2 separate regions of the Mus musculus genome follow, and region 2 is linked to region 1. The links are chromatin contacts, called in public promoter capture Hi-C maps. All regions are on one chromosome and are shown on one strand. Each heading gives the region's core, a stretch centred on a gene start, on an enhancer-like site or on the middle of the called end of the contact. The rest is flanking DNA. Distances are from core to core; before and after follow the strand shown.

The links. Promoter capture Hi-C pulls out the DNA fragments that hold promoters and counts their contacts.
Region 2: a promoter capture Hi-C map of liver shows a contact between it and region 1, with 2.3 times the contacts expected there. The contact joins the enhancer-like site here to the promoter of Slc25a5 in region 1. A contact is called at or near these places in 6 of 39 promoter capture datasets (the 3T3-L1 cell line, 3T3-L1-derived adipocytes, frontonasal cranial neural crest and 3 more) and 2 of 115 datasets of contacts at active chromatin or transcription factors (pro-B cells and stem cell-derived neural progenitor cells).

Annotation. Positions count from the first base shown.
Region 1 is chrX:36,793,573-36,797,662 of GRCm38.p6, reverse strand. Slc25a5 (solute carrier family 25 (mitochondrial carrier, adenine nucleotide translocator), member 5) reads right to left here and starts at 2,066. Exons shown (of 4, transcript NM_007451.4): 1 at 1,822-2,066; 2 at 334-820. The coding sequence starts at 1,932.
Region 2 is chrX:36,532,026-36,535,870 of GRCm38.p6, reverse strand. No RefSeq gene overlaps it. Among named protein-coding and RNA genes, the nearest start is that of Gm14569, 41 kb to the right of the region's middle. Within about 2 kb of position 1,915, at least 3 of the 459 cell types and tissues checked have an H3K27ac peak or open chromatin away from gene starts, as enhancers often do. A contact at or near this core is called in liver, where this site is marked.

The sequences.
Region 1 (4,090 bases), core at 817-3,316:
ATCTACCACAAGCTTCACACTTGAAGAATCTGGCTTCCTTCAGCAATTAAAAACAAAATGAGTGGTGGGCTTCTGTTATATTGGTGCAAGACCTTGCTACCCTGTCTTAAGGTGGATGGCTATGAATGGGTAGCCTGGTCTACATACTGGGTTCTAGGCTAGCCAGGGATACACAGTGAGACCCTGTCCCAAAGAGGAGGAAAAAATAGGAACCTGGGGTTTGGGGATACAGCTCAGCACTAGATTAGCATGCACAAGGCCCTAGGTTGAGTTCCTATAACTGCAAATAAGTACCCACATCTCCCACAGCCTCTAAGCAAATAGCAAACTTACCCTTTGCAGTGTCATAGATACCAAAGTAGGCAGCTCGGTAGATGATAATGCCCTGTACTGACACATTAAAGCCTTGGTACAGGCCCTTAATCCCATCAGATTTGTAGATCTTAACCAGGCAGTCACCAAGGCCTTTGAATTCCCTTTCAGCTCCAGCTTTGCCCACATCAGCTGCTAGACGGGTACGGGCAAAATCAAGAGGGTACACAAAGCACAAGGATGTAGCCCCAGCGGCACCACCTGATGCCAGGTTCCCTGCAAAGTAGCGCCAGAACTGGGTCCTCTTGTCCACACCACCCAGAAAGATCTGCTTGTATTTATCTTTGAAGGCAAAGTTGAGAGCCTGGGTGGGGAAGTATCTGATGACATTGGCCAGGTTCCCACGCCAGAAGGACAGGACTCCCTGTTCCTTGGGGATACGAACCACGCAGTCTATGATGCCCTTGTATTGCTTATCTGCCGTGATTTGCTTGCTGGCATGCTGCACCTGATGGATAGGAAGAAGGCAATAGGGACAGTTATAATCACAGAGAAGGGGAAAGGGAAGAACACACACATAAAATCGTTAAGGTTCGTTCCCCTTTCTCCAAATCTAGCTTTCAGAATCACATGAGCTGGACAATTCTAACTGCTGACACTACTGGGGGGCGTAGGGGAAGTGTTTAAGAATTGAGCAGCACCATCAGAAGTAGTAAGTCTCGACTTCTGTGAGTGAGGCACCCTCAAGCGTACCTATGACCTTTAGACCAGGAAGAAAGGTCATTCCTTCCAGATCAGGTTCAGAAGCATTAGGGTGGGACCTGCATAGGACACGGTCACCTTGGTGACCAGTCAACTTCTCTAGTCTCCGGAGCTGCTCCCTTTCCGCCCCACCCCCACTCCTGTCGGGAGGGGTGGCGGTGACGACGACTAAACGCTCGCCCGCGAGCGCCCCCTAGAGGCAGTGCGCGGCGAGCGCGCGGCAGGAAGGCTGGCGAGGGGCTGCGCGGGGGCGGACGTAGCCGGCACATGCTCTTCCCGGCGTCCACTTCCGGCCTGCCGGCCGGCGAGCCCACACCGCGTTGTTCGCCGGCTGCGTGGCCGCAGAACCGGTCCGCGTGGCCTGCCCAAAGCTGTAATCTCCTTGCCGTGACCTTGAGGTTTTCGGTCAGGCCAGGTACTCTGTTTTCCAGCGCCTGCTTTCAGGCCTATTGCCCTTGCCTCTAAATCCGGGCTAGACAGAGCCTCTCGGGCAACCCCATCCTAGTTCTCTGTGCCGGGGATGGCCCTGAGCGCCTCTGGTCCCTCTGGTCCCGACCACTTGCGACACTCAAACTCCAGGTCCTTAAAGGCGCCTTCCTCCCGGTTGCCTTTCGATCTGACACTGGCTAGGCCCGGCCTTCACCTTGCCCCCAAATCTAAAGACTGAGCCCCACTTTTCCGCTAGGGTACCCCCTTTCTGTGCAGATCCTTTACTTCCTGCCTGGGCCCCTCGATCTCAGAACGTACCTGCAGCAGCAGCTTGACCCTCTCGATGGGTGCTACCGCTGTCTTGGAGATGGCTGCGGCCACTCCACCGGCCAAGAAGTCCTTGGCGAAGGACACAGCGGCATCTGTCATGTTGAAAGCAAAAAAAGAAGAGGCAGGCGAGTGCGGGACAGGGCTGGGTTGACAACCGGCTTTGACTCCCGGGCTCTGGGGCGGAGCAAAGCAAATGGCCGACTTATATAGCGGCAGCCAGGCGGTGAGCTGCCGGCGTAAGGGGCGGGCCAAGGCGGGCGCCCAGTACTGGCGCGCGGAATGGCAGAGCTGCTGAGTGGCTCGGGACACGCGGGAGGAGCCTGGGAGGTCGCCCTGTCAGCCTCGCTTGCCCTTGGCACCTGATCAGGCCAGAGTAAGAAAAGGCTGCAAGGAGTACCTACAACTGGGGGACCTGGACCCTAAGAAGTGTCAGGGAATAGCGAGGAAGGGTGAAGATAAGTGCCCAAACGACAAGACAAGCAAAACAAACAAACAAACAAACAAACAAACAAACAAAAAACAAGAAAAACCAACCCAGGCCTAGGGTGAAGACGATTCAGACAGACAAAACCTCCCCAAACTTAAGGAATCGAGATAAATATCTAATGGTATGTTAATCGATTTCATTCAAACACACTTAAGGTCTGCAGTTCACTCACCCATTTTTGTAACGAAAATTAATTGTAGAACCAGGACTGGAATTACAGTGAGGTACATGAACCAAGGTCATACTAGTACAGGATGGGATCCCTGTCTGTCAAGTTCTTAACATTAACAATCCAAGGATTTTTGCATTGGTTTTGAGTTTTTAAAACATCACATTATACATGAAATTCATTTATCTTGGTGGCTGAGGGGTTCTGTGTCAAGTTCTGTGAACTTCACTACCTAGACCTGACACTGCTTTGAACAATGTCTTCAGAGCCAGAGAAAACTGAGGTACCTACCAGCAGGATGCGATCCCGGCAGCATACCCCAGACTGAGGTACCTACCAGCAGGGTGCGATCCTGGCAGCATACCCCAGACTGGTTTGCAAATAGCTTAACAAAGATCTTTCAGGGAATTGGCCTTGGAAAGTCCAAAGGACAGACTCAAGGTGAGGAAATCATTTTAATTGGAAGCCAAATACAGAGCACACCCAGAAGGATAAGAGGCTGAAAAGGTTAACATTGCAGTTGGCAGTTGACTCCAGACACCAAGTAAAGTGCTCTTCGATTGTTAGATTGCTGAACTCCCACGGTAGTGGCAATGGACCTGTGTTCCCTGAGCCCCTTAATGCTGAGCCGAGTAAATATTTGCTACAAACGACCTGAAGATCAGGAATCCTCCCTCATGTTCAGGACAGAAGCAGATAATGTGATCACCAAACTGCTTTCTAAACAACCAGTGTTTATTTTATAGAAATAAAGGCGTCAGTTGAAAACTTAGCTGCATCTGACCCATAGGTGTCCAACCTTCAAAATTCCCAAAGGTGAAATGCCAGTGTACCTGTCCATGCTTAAGACATAGTAGATGTTTTAGTTAGGGCTTCTTTGATTTCTGTGATAAAACACCGTGACCCAAAACAACTTCAGGAGAGAGGGCTTATTTCATCTCTTTTTTTAAGGTTTACTTGTGATATGTAAATATACTGTAGCTGTCTTCAACACACCAGAAGAGGGCATCAGATCTCATTACAGATGGTTGTGAGCCACCATGTGGTTGCTGGGATTTGAACTCAGGACCTCTGGAAGAGCAGTCAGTGCTCTTAACCGCTGAGCCATCTCCGCAGCCCAGGCTTATTTCATCTTACAGCATGTAGTCCAAGCTGTAAGCAAGAACTCAGATAGGAAACCTAGAGGCAGGTGTTGCAGAGGCTTTGGAGGAGAACTGCTTACTGGCTTGCTCCCAATGGCTTGCTCAGCATGTTTTCTTGTAGCATGCCCACCAGCCCAGTGGTGGCCCCACCCACAATGAGCCGGGCCTACTCATATCAATCATCAAACAAGAAAGTGCACCACAGGGTTACCCAAGGGTCAGCCTGGTGAAGGCATTTTCTCAACTGAGCTTTCCTTCTCAGATGACGCCAGCTTGTGTCAAGTTGACATAAGACTAGCCAGCACAGTCACTTGCCCTCTCCTACCTCTATATCTGTCCACTTACAGCTTCCTCGAGGGTTTCAGGCCCTTCTAAGGGTAGAGTTTGTTACTTGTTAGCTCCAAGCTACTTAACAATACAAAATCATGGACACATTCCATATAGGGGTTCCAAGGCACA
Region 2 (3,845 bases), core at 666-3,165, 260 kb after region 1:
CAATTCCCAGGGCACCAGCATACACATGGAATACATTCGCACACACATACAGATGCACCACACAATGCTCTCTCTCCTTCCACCCCTCTCTTCTCTTCTTTTCTCTTCTCCCCCTCACACATACATGGTTCAAAAGGTAAAAATAGTAAATACACTGAAGAAGTTATATCATCTGAATAGTATACATACATATGAAGGAAATAGACCCAGATCCAATAGGAAAGACCTAACAACTCTCAAAGCTTGTTTTAGTCAACAATCGCACATAACTTTTAAAATTACATTAAATTATGTATAGTGGCATTACAAAGACATTTCTGTTCACCAGTTGGTTTAAAATACAAGTAGAGAAAATCTTGTTATCTGATCTGATTATAAAAAACATTATTAAACTTACACTGTAGCTTCAATCAACCTGGAAGAATTATTTTCATCCTAATATTTATTTTCAAGAGTGAAATTAGAAGTGCATAGTCCACTGGTCAACTTAAAGAATGAGCCATTGGTAATATATTTATAACTCTTGGAACATTTAATCCAGCTTGTGTAATTTCTAGAGTGTTCCACACAAATTGCATCAGGAGCTCTTAATATTGATGACACAATTCAGTTCCATAAGGAACTTTTGGAGGCCTTTGAAACTATTTGTTTACTGTTAGTTTTAGTTTTCACATTTAGGACATTTTATTCACTGTATATTTCTCACTATGGTGTGTGTGTTTAATTTGAGAATTAAATGAGGGGGGCTAGAGATGTCCCTCCAACTTTTATTTTGATAAAAATGTTCTTTATTATTCCATTAGATTTGCCAGAAAAAAATCTTGTGATAATAGGGCCTCCCCACACTCTGTATTTAGAGATTCTCTCCTTTCATGTTTTACAACTATAATAAAACAAACAAAATAAAACAAAAAGCTGGTAAAATGTGGCCAAAAATAAAAACACAAGGGGGAAAAAAACAAAATCAAAGATGAAACACTGATGTGCATGATATAAATGGGGGATAAGGTCAGACAGAATTGTGGAATTTTGGCTTTCTTTTGCTGCTGATAATCATTGAGCCCAGCTCGCACAAATTTAGGATGACTGGAATGTCTCCATTTCAGTAGCTTCCCTTTCTTGTGTACTAGGGACCTCTGGTGGCCACACTCAGTTTTGCAATCTTCGGGCTGGGCAGGTTTGCTCACCCCTCCCAGATTCCCCCAGACAATATGCCTTAGGTTCTATCAGCCAGCAGTTAGCAGTGGTTCTCAATCTGTGAGCTGTGACCCCCTTTCGGGGGTGGGGGGTGTCAAACGACCTTTTCACAGGTGTTGAATATCAAATATGCTGCATATCAGATATTTATGTTACTATTCCTAACAGTAGCAAAATTATAGTTATATAATTTAAGTAGTAATGAAAATAATTTTGTGGTTGGGGGGGGGTCCCCAGAGCATTAACTGTATTGAAGGGTTGTAGCAACCACTGCTAGCTGAAGAAGGGTTTACAAGTTTATTGACAGTACTGAGATCAGTACAGGTGGAACACTTACCTTGCCTTTCCAGACCACCTAAGAACTGATCACCCTGCATGAGGGATCCAGGTGAAGACGCCATGGATTCTGCTAGAATTTCAGGGTTCTTAGACTCTATAGGCTTCCAGAGGTTGATCCATCTGCTTACACCAGGCTCAGGACTGCCAAAATCTACAACTCTTCTCTCTGGTGATAAAGTCTGTTCCTTAGCTACCAAGGACACGAGTATGTTTCCCTGTGTACTTTTCTGCTTGAACCAAGCAAGCCTCCTGGTTTTTAGATTGGCAGCGTCAGGCTCTTCTTTCCCCAACTGTTCCTCAGATTTGTCTCCCAACCTGAGGCTGTGGCAGCACCTCCCCACATTCGTCTTGTGACTGTATTGCATAATTTCTTTCTGGACACACATGTGCACTTTGCACTGTGCGTGTGTGCATACCAGACAATACTAACTAGTCCACTGTGAAACACTTGGGCTCAGATTAAAGGCTATATGGTATGCTGTAAATTACAGTGTTTTTTTTTTTTTACTGTATATATAAAGTTTTCTGGTGTTGTAGAAGTATAATGGTTTAATTGTGGTTATTAAAGGCTTTTTAATATGTATTATAGTGCTTGACTTTTAATTGCTTTTGAATTGCAGACTTGAGTTTTATGAACTAATCATATTAAGTGAATTTGGGCTCGAGATAGGACAGAATTTGCAACAGCTCTTGAGATCAGCATGATATGGTTATAGATAAGAGTGGTTCAAATAGCTTCTAAAATGGCCCGAAACAGTCTTCTTTCAATTTTTAGCATTTAAATATGTATATATGCAAAGTCCTGTTCTCAGCATTAATGGTTATAAAATAAAAATATGAATCAACTCATCAACTGAGTCATCTCTCCAGCCCCCTGTAATGATTTTTTTTTTTGTTTTAAGACCAAGAATTCTGGAGCTTTCTTGCAGTCTTGTTTGTTTAGCTAGCTCCTTATTAATAAAGGCGGAGGCATGGGTGTAGGTGCAGATAACAGCCAAGGCTGCTGGCTCAGGCTTGTGATCCCAACTCCTCTGCAGGCTGAGGTAGGACAATTGTGAACTCCAAGGTAGCCTAGGCAAACTAGTGGGACTCTATCTCAAAACAAAACATAAAGAGGGATAGAGCTCTGGCTGAGCAGGCATCAGGTCTTAAACTCAATTCCCAGGATCACAAAACAGCAACTTTTTTTTTTTTTAAGAAGCAGACCATAGTTTTCTCCTTGTGATACTGTTGACTGGTTAGCTTTCAGGAGGCATCTCTTAAAGGATGGGACTGGTTAAAAATCTCTTCATGAACTTCTTGACAGAAACTGTAGTTAAAGAAATAAACAAAATTTATTATGAACTTAATAGGAGAATAAACTAGGAGTGGGCTTGAAGCCCCCTTTTCTCCATTTGATGGAAACTCAATACTGAAGTAGGCCTTGAAAGAGAGGAGAAATAGCATGCAAATCATAAGTACAGATTCACTGGTGTACACTCAGGTGTGCCTGGGATGTTGGTACATTGATAACCATCCCTGGGTAGGACTGGAAAGGGCCACCAGACTCTAGCCATCCCCCCTCTTGTTTGGTTTATATCAAGGTGAAATTGAAGTAAAAATGTACATCATGGGCAAAGAAGGCCTAGGAGATCCTACTCACTAGGTGGATGAAAGAAAGGAAGCAAACTGTACTGGGATTTTTGAGGGATAGAACAAACTTCTAGGTCTTTCTAAGGTCAGCAAAACTCACTTTCACCTCTGTTTTCTATTTCTTCATCCCAAGTGTGTGTCCTCTGCATAGATAGTATCAGTAGCCTGGAGCCATCCATGTAAGTGGAGTGAGATGGGAGAAGCCATTCGGATGGAGCCGGCTACTTCTCTGCTGTATTGAAGGATGCCTTCACTTAAGCTGCAGTGACTCAAAGGAGGCAGCAGTAGTAAGGACTGCCAGTATCCACTAAGTGGATTTATTCCCAGGACTTTGAAAGTTCTTACCTGAATGGTTTCATGTAAACCTCACATCTGAGCTGTGGATAACCAGTATTAGAATAAGCTTGGTTCAATTTCTAGTGCTACAAAAGAGAGAGCAAAGTCCTCACACGAACCCTCTGAGGCAGACACTATTGCTATTTCTTTTTTCACAAAGTCACACCAGGAGAGAGACATATTCTCTCTCTCTGTCTCTCTCTATCTCTCTCTGTGTCTCTGTCTCTGTCTCTGTCTCTCTCTCTCTATCTCTCTCTGTGTGTGTATGTGTGTGTGTGTGTGTGTGTGTGTGTGTGTGTGTGTGTGTGTGTGTGTGTGTAAACCAAGCTGGCCTTAAACTC